3 separate regions of the Mus musculus genome follow, and regions 1 and 2 are each linked to region 3. The links are chromatin contacts, called in public Hi-C and HiChIP or PLAC-seq maps. All regions are on one chromosome and are shown on one strand. Each heading gives the region's core, a stretch centred on a gene start, on an enhancer-like site or on the middle of the called end of the contact. The rest is flanking DNA. Distances are from core to core; before and after follow the strand shown. Region 1 overlaps Man1c1 (mannosidase, alpha, class 1C, member 1). Region 2 has its middle 22 kb from the start of Man1c1. Region 3 holds the start of Selenon (selenoprotein N).

The links. A called contact is a pair of places that touch in the nucleus more often than the background predicts. HiChIP or PLAC-seq counts read pairs in DNA pulled down with a chosen protein or histone mark.
Region 1: a contact with region 3 is called in a Hi-C map of bone marrow-derived macrophages, with 49 read pairs. The contact joins the enhancer-like site here to the promoter of Selenon in region 3. A contact is called at or near these places in 2 of 15 datasets of contacts at CTCF or cohesin (the NIH/3T3 cell line and embryonic stem cells), 9 of 484 Hi-C or Micro-C datasets (the AML12 cell line, the STO cell line, bone marrow-derived macrophages and 3 more), 20 of 115 datasets of contacts at active chromatin or transcription factors (the HPC-7 cell line, PVALB interneurons, bone marrow-derived macrophages and 14 more) and 5 of 9 other capture datasets (adipose tissue, embryonic stem cells, liver and 2 more).
Region 2: an H3K4me3 HiChIP or PLAC-seq map of embryonic stem cells shows a contact between it and region 3, with 61 read pairs. The contact joins the enhancer-like site here to the promoter of Selenon in region 3. A contact is called at or near these places in 5 of 39 promoter capture datasets (the C10 cell line, cranial neural crest, embryonic stem cells and 2 more), 12 of 15 datasets of contacts at CTCF or cohesin (CD8 T cells, the G1E-ER4 cell line, the NIH/3T3 cell line and 6 more), 248 of 484 Hi-C or Micro-C datasets (3T3-L1-derived adipocytes, the 4T1 cell line, the 63-12 cell line and 133 more), 56 of 115 datasets of contacts at active chromatin or transcription factors (the 230-238 cell line, CD4 T cells, CD4 single positive thymocytes and 40 more) and 7 of 9 other capture datasets (adipose tissue, bone marrow-derived macrophages, embryonic stem cells and 4 more).

What each region holds. Positions count from the first base shown.
Region 1 is chr4:134,681,796-134,684,495 of GRCm38.p6, reverse strand. The region is part of intron 1 of Man1c1 (mannosidase, alpha, class 1C, member 1); the gene reads left to right. Among named protein-coding and RNA genes, the nearest start is that of Man1c1, 21 kb to the left of the region's middle. Within about 2 kb of position 1,320, at least 75 of the 459 cell types and tissues checked have an H3K27ac peak or open chromatin away from gene starts, as enhancers often do. A contact at or near this core is called in the HPC-7 cell line, PVALB interneurons, adipose tissue and 3 more, where this site is marked.
Region 2 is chr4:134,724,583-134,727,282 of GRCm38.p6, reverse strand. No RefSeq gene overlaps it. Among named protein-coding and RNA genes, the nearest start is that of Man1c1, 22 kb to the right of the region's middle. Within about 2 kb of position 1,377, at least 31 of the 459 cell types and tissues checked have an H3K27ac peak or open chromatin away from gene starts, as enhancers often do. A contact at or near this core is called in the 4T1 cell line, the HL-1 cell line, differentiating embryonic stem cells and 4 more, where this site is marked.
Region 3 is chr4:134,550,840-134,553,539 of GRCm38.p6, reverse strand. It overlaps Selenon (selenoprotein N), which reads left to right and starts at 1,374. Exons shown (of 12, transcript NM_029100.2): 1 at 1,374-1,603; 2 at 2,006-2,123. The coding sequence starts at 1,421.

The DNA.
Region 1 (2,700 bases), core at 71-2,570, 130 kb before region 3:
TGAGGTTGATTTCAGTCTAGGCTCGTTATGGAGTTGAGTTCATTTTTTTCCTTGCTTAAGAGGGATGCTGAAAGTTGGCTATATGTCAGACTCCCCCCCGGGGGTTGGAAGAGGAGAGCCTGGGGTAAAGACTCCATTAAAACCAAGTTTTCCTGAGCTGAGAACACACATGGTTCCCTTGATCTCACGGATTCATTAAAACTTTAAGAAAAATATTGGAAAAACAGACAGTCCACGGAGTCTCATTTGCACAGTGGGCACAAAGGAAGGGCAAAGGGGAGCCCCTGGCTTTACAGAGCTTTATAGAATAATATTGTCACAGGCTCAGGTCACTTCCTCCTACAAACATGCCCAGAGGCAGGGAAGCATTGCTTAGCTGTGTAAATATTTGCCTGTTCAGCCTGAAACATTGTGGGGGGAGCAGATGAACTGCAGAGATGAAAATATTTGCTTGTCTAGGAGTAGATCTCGCAGCGGGCCGTTCTTGCCCTCCCATGGTGGTCTCTGATGCTTTTCTGTCGGCGGAGCAGTCTTTGGACATTGCTTCTTCGCCTTCTGGAGAGCCCGTGGTCAGCAGGGTGGGTTGCTATCTATAAAATCCAGTCATTGGCAGAATGCAGGAGGAAGGGTTGCTTACAGTGGGACCTCCCCGAGTCTTGCTGTTACCTCATTTTTGCCATGCTGGGTATGATCTGCCTTGAGCCTTGCTGACTGGGGTTATCAGACCCAGGGCATGGAGGCTGCTGTGGTTGAAGCTGCCAGGGAGGGATGGAGAAGATGCCACTGAGTAGGAGAGATGGGCCAGCTACTGAAGGGTCTCGCTGCCAAGACCGACAACCTGAGTTGGACCCCCCAGGACTTTAATGGTGTGAGGCGAGACCTCCAACTCCCATGAGTTGCCTTCCACACACTTGTCATGATACGGGGGACCCCATCTACTTGTTGTAAAACAAATTTGGAAAGAAATAGTTTCAAACAAAGACTATATTGTTGCTTCCCGGAAGCGTTCTTTGCAGGGGCATCTGGATGTGTCTTGCAGATCTCCATGTCTGTGAAAGAAATCTGTGAATTCTCAACCTTCAGCCGACTCACAGCCTCTCTTCGGTTCTGTCCCAACTGTTTATTTCTAACAAATTCCTTGACTGATGCAGCCTATAGAAATGCATCTCCTTTGCCCGTCTCTGATTTCCTTCCGGCTTGGATGGGTGGACGTTCAGCCAAGGGGCACCAGTGGAGAGTCAGGCTTCAGAGAGGGGGAGATCTCTCTGTTGTTAAATCTCGAGTTAAGCCCTGCTTACTCTGGCTGCTGGCTGCAGGAAGCGGTGCTGGGCAGGCGGGCGTCTTGGCAGATGGCCGCCTTGCCTGTGGTTTCCTGGAGGCCTGTGTGGGAGACGATGTTTGTGTATTGGTTTTCATTTATGTGTCGCTCCTATTTTCATCTTCCCGAGGTACCCAGATGCTATGGTGATAGATTGATTGGAAACGACTCATTTGTCAGGGTTCCGTGGGGGACTCAGGTTCCTTGCTCACGTGCAGTGGAGTCTAAAATGTTTAATTAGATGCTGAGGCTTTCTGCATGGGTCCATCTCCGCCAGTCCTCCTAGGATTTAAGTGAGAGAGGAACTGGGGGCCTTTGGGGCTCTGCCTACTCTTCCTTCACCCCTTCATTTTGTCTCAGGGCTGCCATCCTTTCAAAGGCTGCTGTTTGTCTTGTTTCTCCCCCTATCACGGTTACCCTAAAAACTGCCCTCCTGTGGCTGCTGGAATTTGCAGATCTGCTCCGTGTTGCCAAACAGGTCAGACCCAGACCTTTTCAGGATTGACACGCTTGAACTGAGAGATGTTGAGAGGAATGTTAACTGCCTTCTGTTCCTTTCTGGTTCAGCCTTTCCTAGGAACTGACCTCATTCAGCCCCAGGTGTGAAGACAAGGAGGTGCGGTTTCACCCCCACTGTGTAGAGCATGCAGGTTGTATGCAGCCACAAGCACACCGTGGTTGCACTACGAAGGTGTCCTATATATGCGTGCAGAGGGCCGAGGAAAGAGTATTGGGAGTGGTGGGTTTGTGGAGTTGAAGCTGAGGGTGCTGGATTGTGGGAGCGATCGATCGGTAGGTGTGACTGAGATGGGTGGTGGTATTTGGTAGGGCCAAGGTTTCTGCCTGTGGTGGGCAGATTCGGGTAATTCTAGACACATTAAACATGAGAAGCTTGTGGGATGGAGGTAGCTGTTTCTGCTAGGGGCTGGAGACTGAGCTTCAGGTTGGGTGTGGTGAGGTTGCAGATGTCATTGTATAGTGTGCCAGGGGTCAAAGGCTTTCGTGCCCAGCCACTGGAGGAGCACCTGAAATGAAGGGGAGGGGACAAAGCTTTTGGGAGCACCAGTATTTAGAAGAACCAGTGGCTGGGGAGATGGCTCAGAAGGTAAGCTTCCTTGCCGCTTTTCAGTGGATTGAGTTCCGTTCCCAGCATCCATTTTGTGGGGCTCACGGCACATGTAATGCCAGCTCAAGAGGCTCAGCGCCCTCTTCTGGCCTCCACTGGTGTTTGCACAAACACAGTGTGCACACAGACATGCTCATACACATAAATACAAATTAAAAAAAAATCTTAAAAGAGAGTGTGGAACCTTCGTTTCCCCTCGGCTTAGCCACCCCCAGCTGTGTGAAGAGACTGCCATTGGTCCTCCTACTGCAACCTC
Region 2 (2,700 bases), core at 128-2,627, 170 kb before region 3:
AGCCTTGAGCTATCGGGTCTTTCTTAATCAGCTTCAAGTCCAAGCCATCACACTGGACTTGATCTACCAATATCTCTTTCTACATTTATTATTATTATTATTATTATTATTATTATTTTGGTGTGTGTGTGTGTATGTGTGTGTACACGTACATGTGCCTGCCAAACTATGTACTATGGCAGACTTTCTCTTGTTTCTGTGCTGTGTGCTATAGGCTGGCTGCCCTGTGAGTTTCTATTTAATTTTTCCGTTTCTGCCTTTCCTGTAGATGCAGGAGCTCTGAGATCACAGTTGAGCACACAACTTCCAGCTTTTTACATGGGTTCTGGATATTAAACTCTCGTCATCAGGCCTGCACAGAAAGTGCTTTTTTTTTTTTAAAGATGTATTTATTTTATGTATATGAGTACACTGTAGTTGTGAACCTTCATGGGGTTGTTGGGAATTGAATTTAGGACCTCTGTTCGCTCTGGTGGGCCCCGCTTGTTTATTATTATAAATAAGACACTGTAGCTGTCTTCAGACTCACCAGAAGAGGGCATCAGATCTCATACAGATGATTGTGAACCACCATGTGGTTGCTGGGATTTGAACTCAGGACCTCTGGAAGAGCTGTCAGTGCTCTTACCTGCTGAGCCATCTTGTCAGCTCCAGAAAGTGCTTTTACTCACCGGGCCACCCCCCAGCTTGTATTTCTGTCTGTCTGCCTTCCTGCCTGCCAGTTTTTCTTTTTTGTCTGTTCTTTTTTCTGTTTGTCCTCTTTCCTTCCTATCTGTCTTTCTTTGTTTTTTCTTTGTTCTTTCGCCTGCCTTCCTTCCTTCCTTCCTTCCTTCCTTCCTTCCTTCCTTCCTTCCTCCCTTCCTCCCTTTCTCTCTCATTTTTTCTTTTCTTCCTCCTCCTTCCTTCTTCGTGGTACTGGGGATTGTGCCCAGGGCTTTGCCTGTGCTAAACAAGTGTTCTCCCCCTGAGCCATGTCCCCAGCCCTATTTCTGCAGGTTAGGCCGATGCATCCTGCTGTCCTCACAGACATGAGCCCATGAGACTGCCACGCCCCACTTGGCCTTTGGTCTTTGGGTACACACCCTTCTCTTCTTGTCTACCTCTGCATCCTCACAATGAACCATCGTTTCCTCCAGGAATGTTTCCCAAGCTCCTCATGGTGGATGTATGACTCAGCGTGCCTGTTCCTGTTCAAGAAGGGACTTGGTACTCTAGGTCTAGAGTCATTGGCAGGTGACAGGGCTTCCTGTGTCTAATGAGTGGTCAGTGAATGTTGGGGTAAAAATGAAAGACTCACCCACCTCCTAACCCAGGACAAGTCTGGGGCCACCGTAGCTCTTTAGCGTCCTCTGGCGCCTGCCAGCAGTGGTCCAGACCGGTACTGCAGCTCACCTTTGCCTGGACCTGGTTTCCCCCTTTTGCTGCCTCAGAGATTGAGTGTAGGGGCCTGCTCATGGACCTCATTTCGAGTTGATCCCTGTGTATCTGGAGCTCATTGCGAACACGGATGCAGATGCGTCCATGGTCACCGTCCTGGACACAGAAGCAGAGCATGGGATGTCCACGGTCACTCTTTGTACCATAGGCCCTTGGCACGACCACAGCTGCAACAGTGTTGGGAGCCAGCTACACTTCAGGCCCTGGGTCAAGGCTCTGCCCTGCACTGTCAGCCGAAAAAGGAAAGGAAACAGGTCTCTAACTCGTAGACGCAGATAGTGGGGCTTCTCAGCTTTCCTGACTGCGTAGACTGAGTTCCACGGGTCAGCACCCTCTGTAACTGTCTGTTGTTCAGAGAACGCTGGATCACTGTGGAGGCCCAGACCCGTGTGCTGTGGACCCCAAGTCACGCTTTTCCAGACCCACCTTGCACCAAAGCTACTCACACGGTGAGGGAAGGACCAGGACCTGCCGTGTTCCCTGCGCATCCATTGCTGTGGACAATTGCATGGCCAGGTCAAGAGGCCAGAAGGGAAGAGCAATTTCCAAAGCTGGAGCTCTGTGCAGGGCAGGATGAGCAGGGAGAAACGCCCCTAGGGAGGAGCCCCCAAAGGGTCTATGACTAGATCCAAAGAACAAACAACAGCCGAGGTGAATGTTAATGTTAACAGGAAGCAATGGGGGCAGGCTGGGAGTGGAGTCTCCAGACAGAGAAAGGCCACCTCTGTTGGCTCAGTGCCTGAGCCCCAGAGACTGTTGCTGCCAGAGGGGCTCTTCAGCTCTGCCTCCAGGACTCTTCATAGCCTTTGAACCTATCAAACCTGTTGGCATCTCAGGCTCACCATGCCTGTGGCTGTCTCTCCTCTTCTCCCTCGCCGCTCCTCAGAGAGCTTTTTTCTGATCTGACCTAAGATGTCCCCACCACCACTTAAAAAAAAAATTCCCTCAACCTGCCCTTGAACTCTTGATCCTCATTTCTTAGTCCAGAGAGGTGGGATTACTGAAGATCTCCAGACCCCACCACCACCACCCCCAGTTTGTTTATTCATTCATTCATTTGATTTACATCCAGATCATGCCCCCCCTCTAGTCCCACCCCCATGAATCTCCCCTCCAACCCCCCCAACAGTGTCAACACTTTGAAATTACTTGCCAATAGCAGGCTGGTGCGTACCTTTCATCCCAGCACTCCAGAGGCAGAGACAGGCAGGCAGATTTCGGAGTTCTAGGGCAGCCTGGTCTACAGAGAAACTATATATATCA
Region 3 (2,700 bases), core at 125-2,624:
ATGTATATGCATGTGAGTGTATATGTGTGTATGTATATATATATATGTGTGTATGTATATGTATGTATGTATGTATTGTATACATGTGTGTGTATGTATGTGAGTCTATGTGTGTGCATATTATGTGTGTATGTATGTGAGTCTATGTGTGTGCATATGTATGTGTGTATGTACGTGAGTCTATGTGGGTATGTGTATATGTGTGTATATGTGTATGTGTATATGTGTATATGTATATATGTGTGTATATGTGTGTGAGAGTATGTGTGTTGTGTATGTGTGTATATGTGTATGTGTGTATATATGTGTGGGTGAGTCTGTGTATATATTCATGTATGTATGTATGTATATGTGTGTATGTATGTGTGTACGTGTGTATATGTATGTGTATGAGTCTATGTGTGTATATGTGTGTATGTATATGTGAGTCTATGTGTGTATATGTATGTTTGTATGTATGAATGTATGTATGTATGTGTATATGTGTGTGTTTGAGTCTGTGTCCATATTCATGTATGTATGTATGTATGTGTATATGTGTGTGTTTGAGTCTATGTGCATATTCATGTATGTATGTATATATGTGTACGTGTGTGAGTCTATGTGTGTGTATGTATGTGTGTACTATGTGTGTGTGTATGCGTATTATGCCAATGTCAGGTCTCTTCCTCTATCACTCTCCAACTTATTTTTTGAGACAGGGTCTCTCACCTGTTTGGCTAGACTAACTGGCCAACAAGTCCCAAGGGTTTTTCTGCTCAACCTTCCTATTAAATAATGTGTGGGCACATCTGGCTTTTTAGCACGGGTGCTAGGGATCAGCTTCTGCAACAACCCGCTGTGTCCTCTCCCCAGTTCCCAGGAGTTCTTTTGAGTCCTAACCATATTTTAGATCATAATTTCAACAGCACTCTTTCACTATGGCACACACATTTTGCAGAACTAACTGAACTTTGGATGGAAGGGAGGGAGAAAGGGAAAGAGCCTGTGTGTGCAGGGATGAGGGTGATCATAGCCTGTGTGTGCAGGGATGAGGGTGATCATAGCCTGTGTGTGTGCGCAGGGATGAGGGTGATTATACTTGGAGGCTCAGAAGACAGGAGGAGCATCACAAGTTCAGGGTCAGCTTGGACAACACAGCGAGTTTCAGGCTTGCCTGAGCTACAGAGTGAAAGGATGTCTAAAAGAATTTATTTATTTATTTATTATTTTATTTATTTTGGAAGCGGCGAGGTAGAGGGCCTATGGACCGGCTGAGCAGGCGCTGTGCCCTCGGGACCTCCCTCTTTCCCCGGCAGTGATGGGCCGGCAGTCCACCCTGCTGACGCCCTCCCTCCCAGCTCCGCCCCGCCCCGCGCCGCCCGCCCCGCGCCGTGCGATCCCCTTCCCTGCAGCCGCCGGGATCCCCGGAGCCGCCGCCATGGGCCAGGCCAGGCCCGCAGCGCGCCGCCCGCACAGCCCGGACCCCGGCGCTCAGCCCGCGCCTCCACGCCGCCGCGCCCGCGCCCTGGCGCTGCTCGGAGCCCTGCTGGCGGCCGCCGCCGCTGTCGCCGCTGCCCGGGCCTGCGCGCTCCTCGCCGACGCCCAGGCGGCCGCGCGGCAGGTCGGAGGGGACAGGAGGGGGACAGTGGCTGCAGAAAGAGGCGCAGAGCAAAGCTCTACCCCGCACCAGGGAAGGGGGGAAGTGGGGAGGCCGGAGGGGACAATGGCCAGGACAGGGTAAAAAGTAGGACCGGGCCTTTGGGAGAGGAGGGAGGGAACTCGGAGTAGACAATGGATGAAGACGTGGAGTGAAGCTGGGACCAGACGCGACTGAAAAGGGGACAAGGAACTCTGGGACTGTTGGGAAGTGACATTTGAGCAAATGGGCTGGCAAGTGTGGAGGGGACTCTGGAAAAGAATGGCAGGAGCCACTGTAGCAGGAAGCAGCTCCCTGCTTCAGGGACTGGGATGGAGAGTTTGGGGCCCATGGTGATGCTTAGCTCAGCTCCTTCCTTCCCAGCAGGAATCGGCATTAAAGGTCCTGGGGACAGATGGCCTCTTTCTCTTTTCCTCGCTGGACACTGACCAGGATATGTACATCAGTCCGGAGGAATTCAAACCCATTGCGGAGAAACTGACAGGTACCAGAGAGGCTGGGCACTCAGGGAAACCTAAAAGGAATTGGGCCCGGGCCCCGAGCCCACACCCCCTCACCACTTTCGGGCTGGTGGGTACCTGAGTTGCCGTAGCACCCAATCCCATTTCAATGGTGACAGTAGCATTCCTCCGGCCACCTGCCAGGCCACATCCTCAAATTGAAGCCTTGAAAGAGGATGCAGCCTTTACACCTGTCCCACGCCTGGGGCCGTGGCTGCTGTCAGGCTAAGCTGTATTTGAAGCGATGAAGATGCAGGCAGATTGACCCTCTTGCCAGGCTAGAAGACGACAGAGCCAGGTTAGACCTGACCTGACTCACAGGGTTAAGGATTTCAGAGACTGTGTGTGCAATGGCCAATATGCAGACAGTCACAAACAGGAAGGAGTCACAGCTGCTGGCACTGCTCTAAAGCCTAGGTTGTATAATTCCTAGTCGCCAGCCAGTGCTGCCCAGGTGCGGATTTCCTTACGATAAATGGGAGGAGGATAATCGGAGTCTCGAATGAATGAATTATAAAGTGCTTGTCCCTCCCGTCCAGGCTGTGTGTCAGTGCACTTGTG